Linked DNA regions of Rattus norvegicus: region 2 is linked to region 1. The links are chromatin contacts, called in public Hi-C maps. All regions are on one chromosome and are shown on one strand. The core of a region is the stretch at or near the end of the contact, and the rest is flanking DNA. Distances in the headings are between cores, read along the strand shown.

Region 1 (6,945 bases), core at 2,268-4,767:
GGGTCACCTGCTAATTTTATAGCTGCTGCTATACCCAGCAATAGTTGCCCTGAGAACTGGACTGTGTTCGGGTCTTGAACACCTATCTGTTATCTGTGAGCACTCTCACACGGGTTGCGAGTGCTGGAAGTCTGAGCCTTTTGAGGTCTCCTATTCTCGCTGCCTAGAGCAGGACTGAAAGAGTCCCTCTAACATTTGACAGTCATAAGAGTTGTTAAAGGAAAGCCAGCTCAGAGATTTCCTCTTCCACACTGCCACCCCATAGCAGTAAAACATACCGAAGGCATGGAAGTGAGCAGCTGTTCGTCTACTGTCTCGTCCCACTGTGAGAAGACACAGCAGGTGTCTTCCCAGGTACACCTCATTGTCTCCCTCCTCTGTGGCACAGGGAACCACTGGACTTGTTCTCAGTGCTCATTGCTGGTTTAAATTTCACATCAGATCTGGGCCCCACTGAAATACTTGTCTCTCAAGCTTTTCAGCTGTCCTACTACTTTATCACAACATGGAGTCTAACTGCCCATGTTAAGATCTACTGAATGGGTTGGGGATTTAGCTCAGTGGTAGAGCGCTTGCCTAGCAAGCACAAGGCCCTGGGTTCAGTCCTCAGCTCCGGAAAAAAAAAATCTGCTGAATGGTATGCTGGGAAATGACTCACAATGGGCTCTCCTTGAGGTAGATCTACCATGTTTGACAACTTCCCTGGGTTAAGCATTTTTGTTGTAAATGATTTCAAGGAACCAACCTGACTTCACTGAGCCTAGAGTCAAGAAGGGAGGAGCATAGAGATAGCTCAGCTCCCAGTGTTTCCACAGACGGGTGCTGTAGATTCAAGTACCCTTGGAGCATAGGTAAGAGTAAACTATACACTAAGAAGCAATGAATATTTTGTCACTTATTACTTTAAAAATTAGTTGCTCGAAAACTAGGCACAGTGGCACATGCTTGTGACCCAGCATTTGGGAGGCAGAAGCAGGGGAATCATAAATTGGAGGAAAATAACAAGTTTGAGGCTAGTCAAGGATATAGAAGTTAGCCTGTCTGCCTGCCTGTCTGTCCTGCTCTCTTTCCCTCCCTCTTTCAAAAGTAAAAAAAAAAGAGAGAGACAAAAGTGTTGTCTGTGTGTCTGTCTTGTATTTCTTGGCACTTGAGTTTGAACCCAAGGCCTCAGGCATGCCAAGCGTGTGCTCTACCTCGGAGCCACCCCCAGACTCTGGAGTTTCTTTTTTTTTTTTTTTTTTTTTTGTTCTTTTTTTCGGAGCTGGGGACCAAACCCAGGGCCTTGCGCTTCCTAGGCAAGCGCTCTGCCACTGAGCCAAATCCCCAACCCCTGGAGTTTCATTTTTAACACTGGTTGTGTTCAGCAAGTGGCTCTCAACTGAAGACCTGCTAGAACGAAATGTGGTGGTAAGGCAGATCATAAGGCGGTGATTGGCCTGGAAAGGCTAAAGGCAGGCTCTGGCCACAAGAGGGCCGCCCAGGCAACCCAAGCCTCTAAGAAATTTCAGTATTGATTTTAGGGAGTTATGGGTGGAGTTTGTTGTTGTTTGAGTGTTTTTTAGATAGGGTGCACTAGTCAAGGTTCTCTAGAGAAATAGAACTGATGGAATTTATATATATATATATATATATATATGATTAATTTATTCTATTTATATAAGTACACTGTAGCTATCTTTAGACACACCAGAAGAGAGCATCAGATCCCATTACACATGGTTGTGAGATGGGAATTAAACTCAGGACCTCTGCAAGAGCAGTCAGTGCTCCTAACCACAGAGCCACCTCTCCAGCCCAGAATTCATATACTTTAAAAGTAGATTACTGCTGGGCGTGGTAGCCTCCACTTTTAATCCCAGCATTCAGGAGGCACAAGCAGATAGATCTCTGAGTTTGAGGCCAGCCTAGTCGACACTTAGAGTCCCAGGTATGTGAAAGCTACACGGTGAGATCCTGCCTCCCAGAAGGTGAGGCAGGCTAATAGATCGTCTGGATAGCCCACCAGATGCTGGCTAACACGGGAGAGACTAAGAACCTCCTGGCTGCGCAGTCCATGAGGCTGGATGTCTCAGTGATTCTAAACTGGTGCTGTAGGCTTGGAAGCCGCTGGTCTGCAGTCTAGTCGGAAACCTGAAGAAGGCATCAGTGAATTTAAATATCTTTAAACCTGAGTCCCAGTTTTCGGATTTCTCCCCTCCATATGACTTTCTTAGCAAATGGTATTTTGGGTTGCTAATGTTACTATAGCAAAGCACAACTAAGTGAGCCGCTTTAAACAATACAAATATATTTCTTCATGGTTCTAAAGGCTAGAAAGCTGAGTTCAAGTTGTCAGTAGGACCGGAAGGATGGGTTCCAGACTGCTCTCCTTGGCTTGTAGATGGCCGTCTGTCTGTCTGTCTGCACCGTCTCTTCAGACTGTTCTGTCCATCTGCCTTGTCTCCCCCCCTGAGGAATGCTGCCTGACCTTGAACTTGCTCTTTGGCTGAGGACGGTCTTGAACTCCTGATCTTTCCTCCCCATCCCGACTGCAGACATTATAGAGTGCTACCACAGCTAGTTTCTTTCGTGCTGAGGATCAACCCCAGGGCTTCCTGCATGCTACTGTACCAACAGACCCACCCCCAACCCTTTTGTAAGTACACAGATCACACCGAAGAGAGGCTCACATTCGTATGGCCTCATCTTAATTAGTGATATCTGTAACACCCCTATTTCCAAGTAAGATCAACAGTCTACGGTCCCAGGAGTTAGAAAATCAACATATGAAAATAGGGTAAGGGGCACAATTCAAGTCATGACAGATGGTGTCTGGCCCTGTGGATCTGGAGAGAAAGGGATGAGCCGGGTCCTCAGGAGGTGAAAAACCCAGCCTGTGGGCAGTTAGGGGGTCTTCCCTCTAAACACCTCCTGATTCTGCCGAGCGCTCAGTCAAGTGAGTGCGCTCACCCGGCTACGTTGTTCTGTGTCACTGGTCCCCCTGGTCATTTGGTCTGTATGAATGCTCTTTGTCCTGAACATTTTTGAGGATGTGTGGATACATAGACTGTCAACTGTAGACATGTAATATCTATGTATGTATCATATATATGTATGTATGTATGGTGATGGTACATGTATATATTAATGTGTAGTTCAAAGCGATATATACTTATTATACCAACAGTGTATGTCACATAAAATATATCCCCACAAATAGACATCTTAAAGGATGAGAAGAAAATATAGAACTTGTATTAGTTTCCTCCCGCGCGACCCTTCTGTGTTATGCTGAATGCACCCCACTTTGATGACCTCTTCCCACTACTACTTACAGACAAGGAATTTTTTATAGAGGAATCTGTAAGCTGAAATAGAGCAGTGACCTAGTTTTTCTCAATGGCTTGTCCCTTACCCTGAAGCACAGAAACCTGCAGTGCACCTTGGTTTAAATGGAAAGAAAACACACCAGTCCAATGTATTCCAAAGTGTCATGCCCGTTCTGTGGCAGCCCAACCAATGGGCTGGGCCTTTCTGCCAGGCCTGAGGCCTCGCTGCAGTCAGGGCGAGCTTGCTCTCTGTTCTCATCAGAACAGCAGCATGTTAACGCTTGTCATTCCTTACCCAACTCTGAACTTCAGCACCTCCTAGTGCGTCCTTGTCAGAGATGCAGATAAGTGCCAAACTTGTAGTGGGAACCAGGAGCCATTGGCAGTACAAAGCAAACTGCTAAGTTCTGCAGGCTGGGAACAAACAAGGAAGTTCAGTCCAAACCTGGGTTTAGCTATGATGAGCACACATCCCTGTCTCTAATTAATTAGCTAATTATAAAAATAAAATTATATGTAATGGACAAAATTTTAAAATGAGGCCTAGGGGTGTACCTCAGTGGTAGAGCACTTACTTAGTAGCTACAAGGCCAAGGGTTCAATTCCCAGCACACACAAAAAATGCAAGCAGGTGCTATGATCTTCTCCCACAAATTTGTCTTCTTGTCTCTTAAGCATCTGGGCAGTGAACTCCGTGGGCTGTGCGGCTGCTGCTGTGGGAAACACTGCCACCTGCTGGGGCATCTTTATAACATCGGCATACTCTTCCCACACCCGCCCCTCTTTCCCCCCACGTCCCCCACCCCAAAGCAATCTTCCCCTCTGCTCCCCAGAGTGAGAGGAGAAGCAGACAGGAATCCAGGTCTAATGGCTGACTTTCACAGTGGCTTCCGAGAAGTTATTCGACTAACCAGAATGTACACATATTCAGCTAGGAGTTCATTTCAACCTTGGTGATTACTGTTTTAAATGAAAAATGTAACGCTTTCTGAGCTGACCCATTTTTTCTGACAGTTATAGTGTTTCCAGACAAATGAGAACCACAGCTGGGCATGATGGCACATACTTGTAATAGCACGCAGGAGGCAGAAGGATCGCAAGGTCAAGACCAGCCCGAGGCTACACAGCGAGACTGGAGATGGCTCAGTCATCAAGAGAGCCTGTTGCTCTTACAGTGACCCTGAGTCCTTTCCCAGCACCTCCATAGTGCTTATAACTCCAGAGGATCCAAAGAAGCACTTCTGATCTCCTTGGCCATCCACATACATGTAAGTGCACATAAAATATGAAGATATACACAAAATTAAAAATCAATAAATCTTTTTAAAAAGAAACAAAATGCAACCAACAAGACAATATTAGATTCAATAAGCAAAATGTTTTTCTAGACTTCTCCTCGATGGCTATAGGGCATGGGGCAAGCCTTAACTTCGTAGTTACATCTACTCTGTATTGTTTTAAGGACTGAATACTTGTGGCACAGAAGTGCTTGATCGGTTACTGCTTTTATTCAAGCACGATAACATAGTGACCCATTATGACTCCAAACAAACCCCTCAGTGAGATACAGACAGTGGGGATATTCCGTTACAGTTTTACCTTCCTGTTATTCTGGAGTAACCATGCCTTTGGGTTCCTGAAACCAAGCAAATAAAAACAAACAAATCAAAATAACCTCACATCCTGGGGCACCCACTAAGAATTCCCAGCAGAACGTGTATACCTGAAACCATCCCAAAGGTCAGCAGAGGAGGAGAAGCGGCCCAAGGCTTTTTTTTTTCTTGGACCCTTGGAGGCCAGTTTGCCTTCAACACTTTCATTTTTGGTTTAAGAATTTTTGGTTTAGGCTACTGATTAAAGCTCATATGCAATTCTGCAGCAGACGAGAGAGAGAGAGAGAGAGAGAGAGAGAGAGAGAGAGAGAGAGAGAGAGAGAGAGAGAGAGAGAGAACAGAGCAGGTCAAACAGGAACTAGACTGGTCACTAGGATTGTGGGGTGGGGAAGTGGGGAGGCCTAGGAGTTAGTTCTCTCCTACAACCCTGTGGGTCCCAGTGATTACTCTCAGGTGGTCAGGCTTGGCAGGAGAGAGAGAGAGAGAGAGAGAGAGAGAGAGAGAGAGAGAGAGAGAGAGAGAGAGAGAGAGGACTGTTAGCAAGCTCAGCCTGTCACACATCTGCCAAGAAGACAAGGAGAGGGAAGACGAGGCTGGAGATGAGGGAAGCTGGGGGGAAGAAAGAAGGAAGCTCTCCAGGGAACCCCTCAATTTCCTCTGCCTCCTCTGCATGCTGGACATGATGTGGGAACACGCAGCGTGACCTGAGGCCGCAAAGGTAAAGTGTGCTCTGGATAGCAAACTCACTGGAGCCTCCCGTGGGGTTCAGACAATGGACTAGTCTGCTCCAGGTGCGAGCTGGCTCGCTCACATCTGGCCTTAGCGTGAGACCATTCACACGCAGCTTTCTCCTTTGTCTGCAGAAACACAATTTACACAGAGTGGAAACAGGTGCTTCAGATGGTGGCTAAAAAGACACTTGATTTTGGAATATTCCGACTCTGGAAGCCATTGAAACAAACACTGCAGACATCTACCCAAACATAATCAGGGTCTGCGTAAAACAGAAAGCAGGAGCAGTCTGATCACTACCAAGCAGCTGGCAGTGTTTTGCCTGCTCATAATCGGGCGTTATCGACAGTCTGAGGATCGCCCTCAAATTCAGCCAATCAGAGCTCAGCTGTACTGGAGGCGGGTCATCTGAGTTCAGTGACTGAACCATGGTCCTATGGGCCACCGCTTTGTAAGAAAATTAGTTCAGTCTAAAAAGCAGGTCTTGGCGTTTGGCAGCAGAAATTAAATAAAACCTAGATGGAAACATTACAAGAGCAAAAGATGTGAACTGTATCATTCAAAACATGAGGCCGGCGGTGGTGGCAGGGTCTGATGGATTGTGACATTGTCTATGTCTATGTGACATTGGCTTTGCAGGTTACAACGAAACAAGAAGTGGCTTTGGGTAGAGAGCATGGCTACGGAGCGCGTGCTGTGTCTCAGTGTCCACGCTAAACTAAAACTCATAGAAACACAAGCAGAATCTGGGCCAGTTCCATGTCTGCTGTCGTGGATGGAATTCTAGGGCATAATTCTAAGGTGGTAGTATATATGCTTTTAATGACCTGGACACCAGACAACTATCCAAGGTGAATAATAATAATAATAATAATAATAATAATAATAATAATAATAATGTTATTGTTGACTTTAATTATCAAAAATATGCAAGCAACCTGATTTTTATTTATTTTTTATAATTATAACTTTTACTTTTTGAGATAATATAATTACATCATTTCCCCCTTCCTGTTCCTCCCTTCAGTCCTGCCCATTTATCCTCTTATTCTCTTTCAAATTGATGGTCTCTTTTCCCTTAGTTTGTTCTTGTTCATGGTGGTGGTAGTGGTAGTGGTAGTGGTGGTCTATGTGCGTTAGTGCATGTGTGTGTGGGGGTGTTTCTTAAATCTATAAATACAAGGTGCTCGGCTGTATACTGTTACTGTACAATGTCTATTTTCAGGGCTGACTATTTGGTATTGGATCGCCAATTGGTGCACTCGTCCCTGGGGAAGACTATTTCTCCAATT
Region 2 (6,150 bases), core at 2,719-5,218, 130 kb after region 1:
GGTCCCACCAGAGAAGGCTGGAGGTAGCAAGGACAGATGGAGTCCCTGCAAAGGGAGCCAAGAGGACAATTCTTAGACTTTTGGAGACTGTGAAGAGGTCTTGGGAACCACCGAATCAGCCAGTCCTACCAGAGATTAGAAAATTGGGCTCCAGAAAGTCCAGGGAGGATCTGGGATCACACAGTAGGTTAGCAGATTCAGGGCAAGAGTCCACAGCATTATTTCTCTGCCCCAAAAAGGTCTTGCAAATTTGAAAGGGAGGCAACACAAGTCCCTGAGGGTAGGCCTAGGCATGCAGGTGGTCAGGAAGTCAAAGAAGCCAAGTGGTTCACCAAAGACACAGCCATTCCCTGGGCTGCCTGGGCCTAGCTCCAAATCTACCACGGATGAATCTGAGGCCTGCAGTATTGCTGAAAGAGTTACTGTCTCTTTCAAGGTTAGATGAACCAAAGAGTTCCCAGCAAACAGCTAGCTGAACGATGACCAATCCAACATGATCATGTGGGTGGATATCTGGGACAGAAGTCTTGCCTGGTGGTGGTGGCACAGGTCTTTAATCCCAGTACTCAGGAGGCAGAGGCAGACTTATCTGTGTGAGTTTGAGGCCAGCCTGGTCTACAGAACAAGTTCTAGGACATCTAGGGCTACACACAGAAATCCTGTCTTAACAACAACAACAATAAGAAAAAGAAAAAACAGGTTCCAAGGTTAAATAAACTAGGGAAGGGACAAGAAGAGGTGGCAGTTCCCTTACTTTCCCTGGAAGCATGCAGCAGACCGAGGAGGCGGTCCACTGCACTGTCAGGCAGAGGACTCTCTGGTAGAAGTGTCAGGAGGAGTAGCCTCTGGTTGGGGCTCATAGTTGCTTAGTCGCAGAGGTGCATGTTAGACACAGACAGGCTTCGCATAGTCACTCGGCTGAGGAAGTGGTCAGAGCCCCGTGACTTCTATGTACTCAGCCAAAAGGCTTTGATCATCAGGAACACTCAGGTTCTGCACCATTGAGGGGTGTCATTACAGGACATCACCCAAGGAGCTCAGGATAGCCTGGAAGAGAATGTGGGAGTACCTGGAAGAAATTCTGGGGTCAGGCAGGCAGGGTAGGCCTGCAGTAGGAGGAGACACTGCCCGAAGTAGAGGTTGATTTGCTGATTTGTTAAACAGATAAGAACAGGTATCTGCTAGGAAGATGTGTGTACCAGCTGCTGGCACCATGTCTGAGAAGGGAATTGGTTGCTGATTGAGGGAAATTATGAAAAGAAAAGACCCCCTGAGATTGAGGCTGAACAAGGAAAGACCCCTGGCTCCTGGGAGGATAGCCATCTGAGTCTTGGTGGAATCTTGGCAGAGCCTTGCAAAGTCTAGTAAGTCACATAAGCACTGGGGCCAGGAAACTGGGTTTGTGGGGGAAGTGAACAAGAAAGTGGGAACCTTCCTCACAGATACTGAGAGGTGGGAAAGTGGACAGAACAGGTTATGTTTCTTCTGGGGACCAACTTAAAGATGCATTTCCAGCTTACCCCACCTGGGGATCCAGCCCATATACATATAGTCACCAAACCCAGACAATATCGCTGATGCCAAGAAGTGCAAGCCGACAGGAGCCTGATATAGCTGTCTCCTGAGAAGCTCTGCCAGAGCATGACAAACACAGAGGCAAATGCTCATAGCCAACCATTGAACTGAGAACGGGGTCCCCATTGGAGGAGTTAGAGAAAGGATTGTAGGAGCTGAAGGGGTTTGCAACCCCATAAGAACAATAGCCACCAACCAGAGCTCCCAGGGACTAAACTACCAAAGAGTACACATGGACTGACCCAGGCCTCCAGCTGCATATGTAGCAGAGGATGGCCTTGTTGGGCACCAATGGGAGGAGAAGCCCTTGGTCCTGCCAAGGTTGGACACCCCACCCCCACCCCGTGTAGGGAAATGTCAGGGTAGGGAGGCGGGAAGGGGTGGGTGAACACCCTCATAGAAGAAGAGGGAGGGGAGATGGGATAGGGGGTTTATTGATGGAAAACCAGGAAAGGGGATGACATTTGAAATGCAAATAAAAAATATAAAAAAGGGGGGGGGGCTGGAGAGGTGGCTCAGTGGTTAAGAGCATTGACTGCTCTTTCTGAGGTCCTGAGTTCAAATCCCAGCAACCACATGGTGGCTCACAACCATCTGTAATGAGATCTGATGCCCTCTTCTGGTGTGTCTGAAGGCAGCTACAGTGTACTCATACAATAAAATAAAATCTTAAAAAATAAATTTATAAAAAAAAAAAAAGAAAAGAAAAAGAAAAAGAAAAAATGCATTTCCAGGATCCGCCAGCAGGTGGTGTGGGGGACTGCAGACAGACCATTAATTCCACAGGCCAAAATATCCTGACTCAGGACCACAGTGATGCTCAGTGAATTAAGATGTACCCGTAAGCAAAAGGACCCTGCTGACAGAGTTTTCTCTACTGTTAATGTTGGTGAGAGCCAGGGGGCATGGGTGGACCTCAGAATAGACTGCTCCACATTAGCAGTGACATAAGTTCTGGAACACTAGCCTAGAACAGACATAGAGGGAGTGTCAAGGATGGAGGTCTCCAGGCTGGTCAGTGTCTACAACCTTGGTAATGTTAGGGTCTACATGGGGGAAGGTTCTTCTAAAAGATGAAGGGTCCGGGTGAGGATGACGGTATCTAAATGACCATGTGCTAAGTGCCAAGTTCTCTACACACATTCTGTCTTGCAAGCCTTTCAGCCTGTTGTACAGACTAGGGGGAACAAGAAACCTGCCCACAGTCACATATCTAACAAAGGTGGGAAATAGGTCTGCCTAGCTCCAAACACAATGCTCTTTCTATTCAGTCTAGGTGTGTTTGTGTGTGTATAGAAGTACCATGGCTCCTGAAGAAAATATCACCCGATGAGGTTCTCAGTCTAAAGATGTGCCAGCTTACATAAGGCATGTGGCCAACTCGTTAAGGTGGTGCAATCACATCCAAGCTACACTGGAAGGAGCTGGAAATGGGGTTTGCACCACAAAAGACACAGTGCTAGATGCCTTAGGCAACCGAACAGTACCAGGTGAGAGCCGGGTGAGCAGAGCCAGTTCAGGATGTTTATTCTCCCCAGTGTCTGATGTCTTGGCTCCTGGGCTCTGAGAAAGAAGGGATGTCTAGACAGTTTGTAAAGGCTGCTTGAAGACAGCTGTTCTCAAGAGAAGAAAAAGACTCGGTTTGCCGAGTTGAAAAGCAGCCAAAGATAGGGACACATGAAGACTTGGGGTAGACAGAGACCCCAAAGGAGAAAGGAGAGGCTGTGCTGAACCAGAAGTGTGGGGGTGGGGAAGGAAAGGCAAACTGTGGCAGATGGCAAGCAGCCCTGCAGATGGCAGGCCAAGAGATGGTGAGGGGCTCCCAGAAGTGGGGTTTGGAAGTAAAGAGGCTCAATTCTACACCCCAATGGCCAGCTGTCATCTGATATGTCTACTGGGGCACTTGGGTGAGATGGAGGGAGGATGGTACAGGCCCCAGAACAAAGCAAAAGGAAGTGGGGAATCAGTTTGTAGGTTTCTCTTGGACACGGGAGATCTGGTCCACTGTCCCCAGAGGAGAGCGAGGGAGGTGTCTTCAGAGTGGTTTTCAATGTGCATGACCTGTGTGCTGACTTTAGAGGAGCTGGTGGCGGCTGGGTTTCTTGGTGACCTGGATCTTGGCCACCGGTTCCCCATCCACTTCTGAGGTCCTTCCAAATGTTAGCGAGCTGAGTCTCATGCTGAGTCCATCAGTATCGGGGAACAGGAGGACATACAGCTTGAAACAAGGAACTTGGGGGAGATTTTACAGCAGAAGGACCAGACATTAGCATCTGGCATAGGGAAGAGAGAGCTGGGCACACCCTGCTGTGGGTAATGTCCAGAAAGAGAGCAGGTTTCTCCAGGGAGCCAGGGCGCAGTGCCAGACTGCAGGCGGACACACCCTTGCCACGCTGACTCAGGCATCCTGGGGAGACAGAAACACGCCCAAGTTTGGGGCAAAGCTGACGTCTGTTCTGGGCTGAGACTGCCCATTTGGAACAAAGGATTTGCATTTGAGGCAAAATGTCTGAAAAAGCTGCTCTTCATGGGTGGGGAGGGGCAAGGACTGGGAAGGCTCTTCAGGCAAGAAGAAACACAGCTGCTGCCCCCCACCCACAGCATCCGCCAACGTCAGAGCCCTACTGCCAGCTGCTGGCTGCTGAGTAAAGCTCTGGGCTGCTGGGGGCAACTGGCTGGAGCTAGCAAGGCCTTGCCACAAAGGTGGCCATAGACCCCGATCCCAGTGCCTGCACAGTCCCTGGGGTATTGCCCCTCACTCACAAGTGCTGGCTGTTCTCCCAAAGCCTCTGAGACAGGAAGGAAGACCAGCAAGATTCAGATCACCCCACAGCCCTACTCTGACGCTCAGCCTGTCTCAAGGGAAGTCGGCTGTGTGGCCATTCATGGAAGGTCACACTTAAAATGCAGTGTCTGTGAACCATCCTGAGTAAGACTGTTCCTGCTCAAGGTTGACCATGAAGAACACCCACTTGGATACTGTTTGGAGTGGCCTTGTTCCCAGGGTCCCCCTACACTGCACACCAGGTCTAGCCTGGGGACCTGGAGTCAGGAAGGGTATGTTGGTTCCAAACTGAGATTGTTTCTTGTTACAGTGCCCTCCAACCCCCAGCCAGCATCCATGTCATAAAGGGGTGTCACTCCTGTAATCCCAGCACCCCTGCAGGGACCCTGAAACAGCGGTGTGTAGGAAGAGGTCTTGAGCTTGGAGGGAACTCGCACTCTTTAACACCATGAGAGCTCACGCTCCTCCCTCCTAGGAGAAAACACCTTCCCTCAAATAAGACACTGGAGAGTCTGAGTCAGCAAGGCCTGGGCGATGAAGAACACTTAGGGGAGCCCAGAGACCCTTTCCCAGGGGAAGGGAAGGCACATACGGCAGAGAGGGTGCCGGCCCCTTGTCAGAACGTCCTCTTGAGTTACACTCTGGCTGAAGGCACAAAGAAACAATCAGGACCCCTCAGGGCTCCACTGCTGGCACTATGCAGGTTTGAACCTCAGCTCTTCCCTCAAACAGGGACATGGCCAAATGCCCTAGGCTGTCACCTCTCCTTCCCCATCCTGCTTCACAGTATTTGCTGGGGGTCTCAGAGTTAGGAGCAGATGGGAGGAAAACAGGAAAGTCATTTCCCCCAGCTTTTCCCTTGAAAGGCTGCATCACTGACACATGGGAATGTGGACTTTCTGTAACCCTACGGAAAGACCTTTATAAGGCAAGAGAAGAGACTTGGGGATGGGATGGGGAGGTTCCAAAGCCACACAAGTTAAACAGAACCAGAGACCAGACCCCAAACACTCCGACTTCATTCCGAGTGTTGCTTCTTGTGATGCCTTGTCTCTCTGGCTTGGCCTCACACTTACCTGTGGGAAGTGACTGATTTTTACCGGAATGCCCTCTAACATGCAGAGGCAGGGGCAGTAGTGGCAGTGCACAGTGATGGTTTGGCAGCTCAGTCATTGCATGTGCACACACGGGAAGGGGAAGGTTGGATCAAGGCCCACAGGGTGCTGCCTGTGGGATGCACTATGCAGGCAGGGTAAGGGTGCTTGGTCCACTCCCATTCGTAACTCCAGCAGGAAGCGACATGCATTAGTAAGAGCTTTTACAAGAAGCGATGTGGCATGTGTATATACTACAGGACCCGACACCAGACTGCACAGACAGGAGAGCCACAGCACCCCGGCCAATCCATGAGAAGGCGCAGCAGACAACTGAACCTTCCTGAGATGGGAAGAGGCTGTCAAGGGCAGTCAAAGGGGGCTGCAGTGAGCTTAGGAGGACCTCTCCAAAACGAGGTTGGGCTTTCTGTCTGCATGGGCTCCATCCTCTTTCTCACATCAAAGGTGATTTGGAGTTACGTCCTCCCCCCTGCATCTTTAAGGCTTGGGAAGAAGCTGCAGCAGGAAGAAGGTTGTCTCCAGGAGGCCCTGGGCCTGGTGTTCATTTGATTAGCCATCTGGTTGCTTTCTGGTACAGACAGGGGCTGCTTTTCCAATCTGGTGAATGGCTGGCTGCTCAGCAAGGATCTCCCCTAGGGGCTCACTCCTCCCCCAGAGAAACACTCGGATTTAAGC

What was found. A called contact is a pair of places that touch in the nucleus more often than the background predicts.
Region 2: a Hi-C map of Schwann cells shows a contact between it and region 1, with 5 times the contacts expected there. The contact joins two enhancer-like sites. A contact is called at or near these places in 4 of 12 Hi-C or Micro-C datasets (the A7r5 cell line, Schwann cells, frontal cortex and 1 more).

What each region holds. Positions count from the first base shown.
Region 1 is chr6:100,924,949-100,931,893 of GRCr8, forward strand. It overlaps LOC102556012 (a long non-coding RNA gene), which reads left to right. Exons shown (of 4, transcript XR_010052712.1): 3 at 4,323-4,576. Among named protein-coding and RNA genes, the nearest start is that of Rps17l1, 42 kb to the right of the region's middle. Within about 2 kb of position 3,518, at least 1 of the 93 cell types and tissues checked has an H3K27ac peak or open chromatin away from gene starts, as enhancers often do. A contact at or near this core is called in Schwann cells, where this site is marked.
Region 2 is chr6:101,054,058-101,060,207 of GRCr8, forward strand. It overlaps a transcript of Sptb not described here. Among named protein-coding and RNA genes, the nearest start is that of Plekhg3, 58 kb to the left of the region's middle. Within about 2 kb of position 3,969, at least 31 of the 93 cell types and tissues checked have an H3K27ac peak or open chromatin away from gene starts, as enhancers often do. A contact at or near this core is called in Schwann cells, where this site is marked.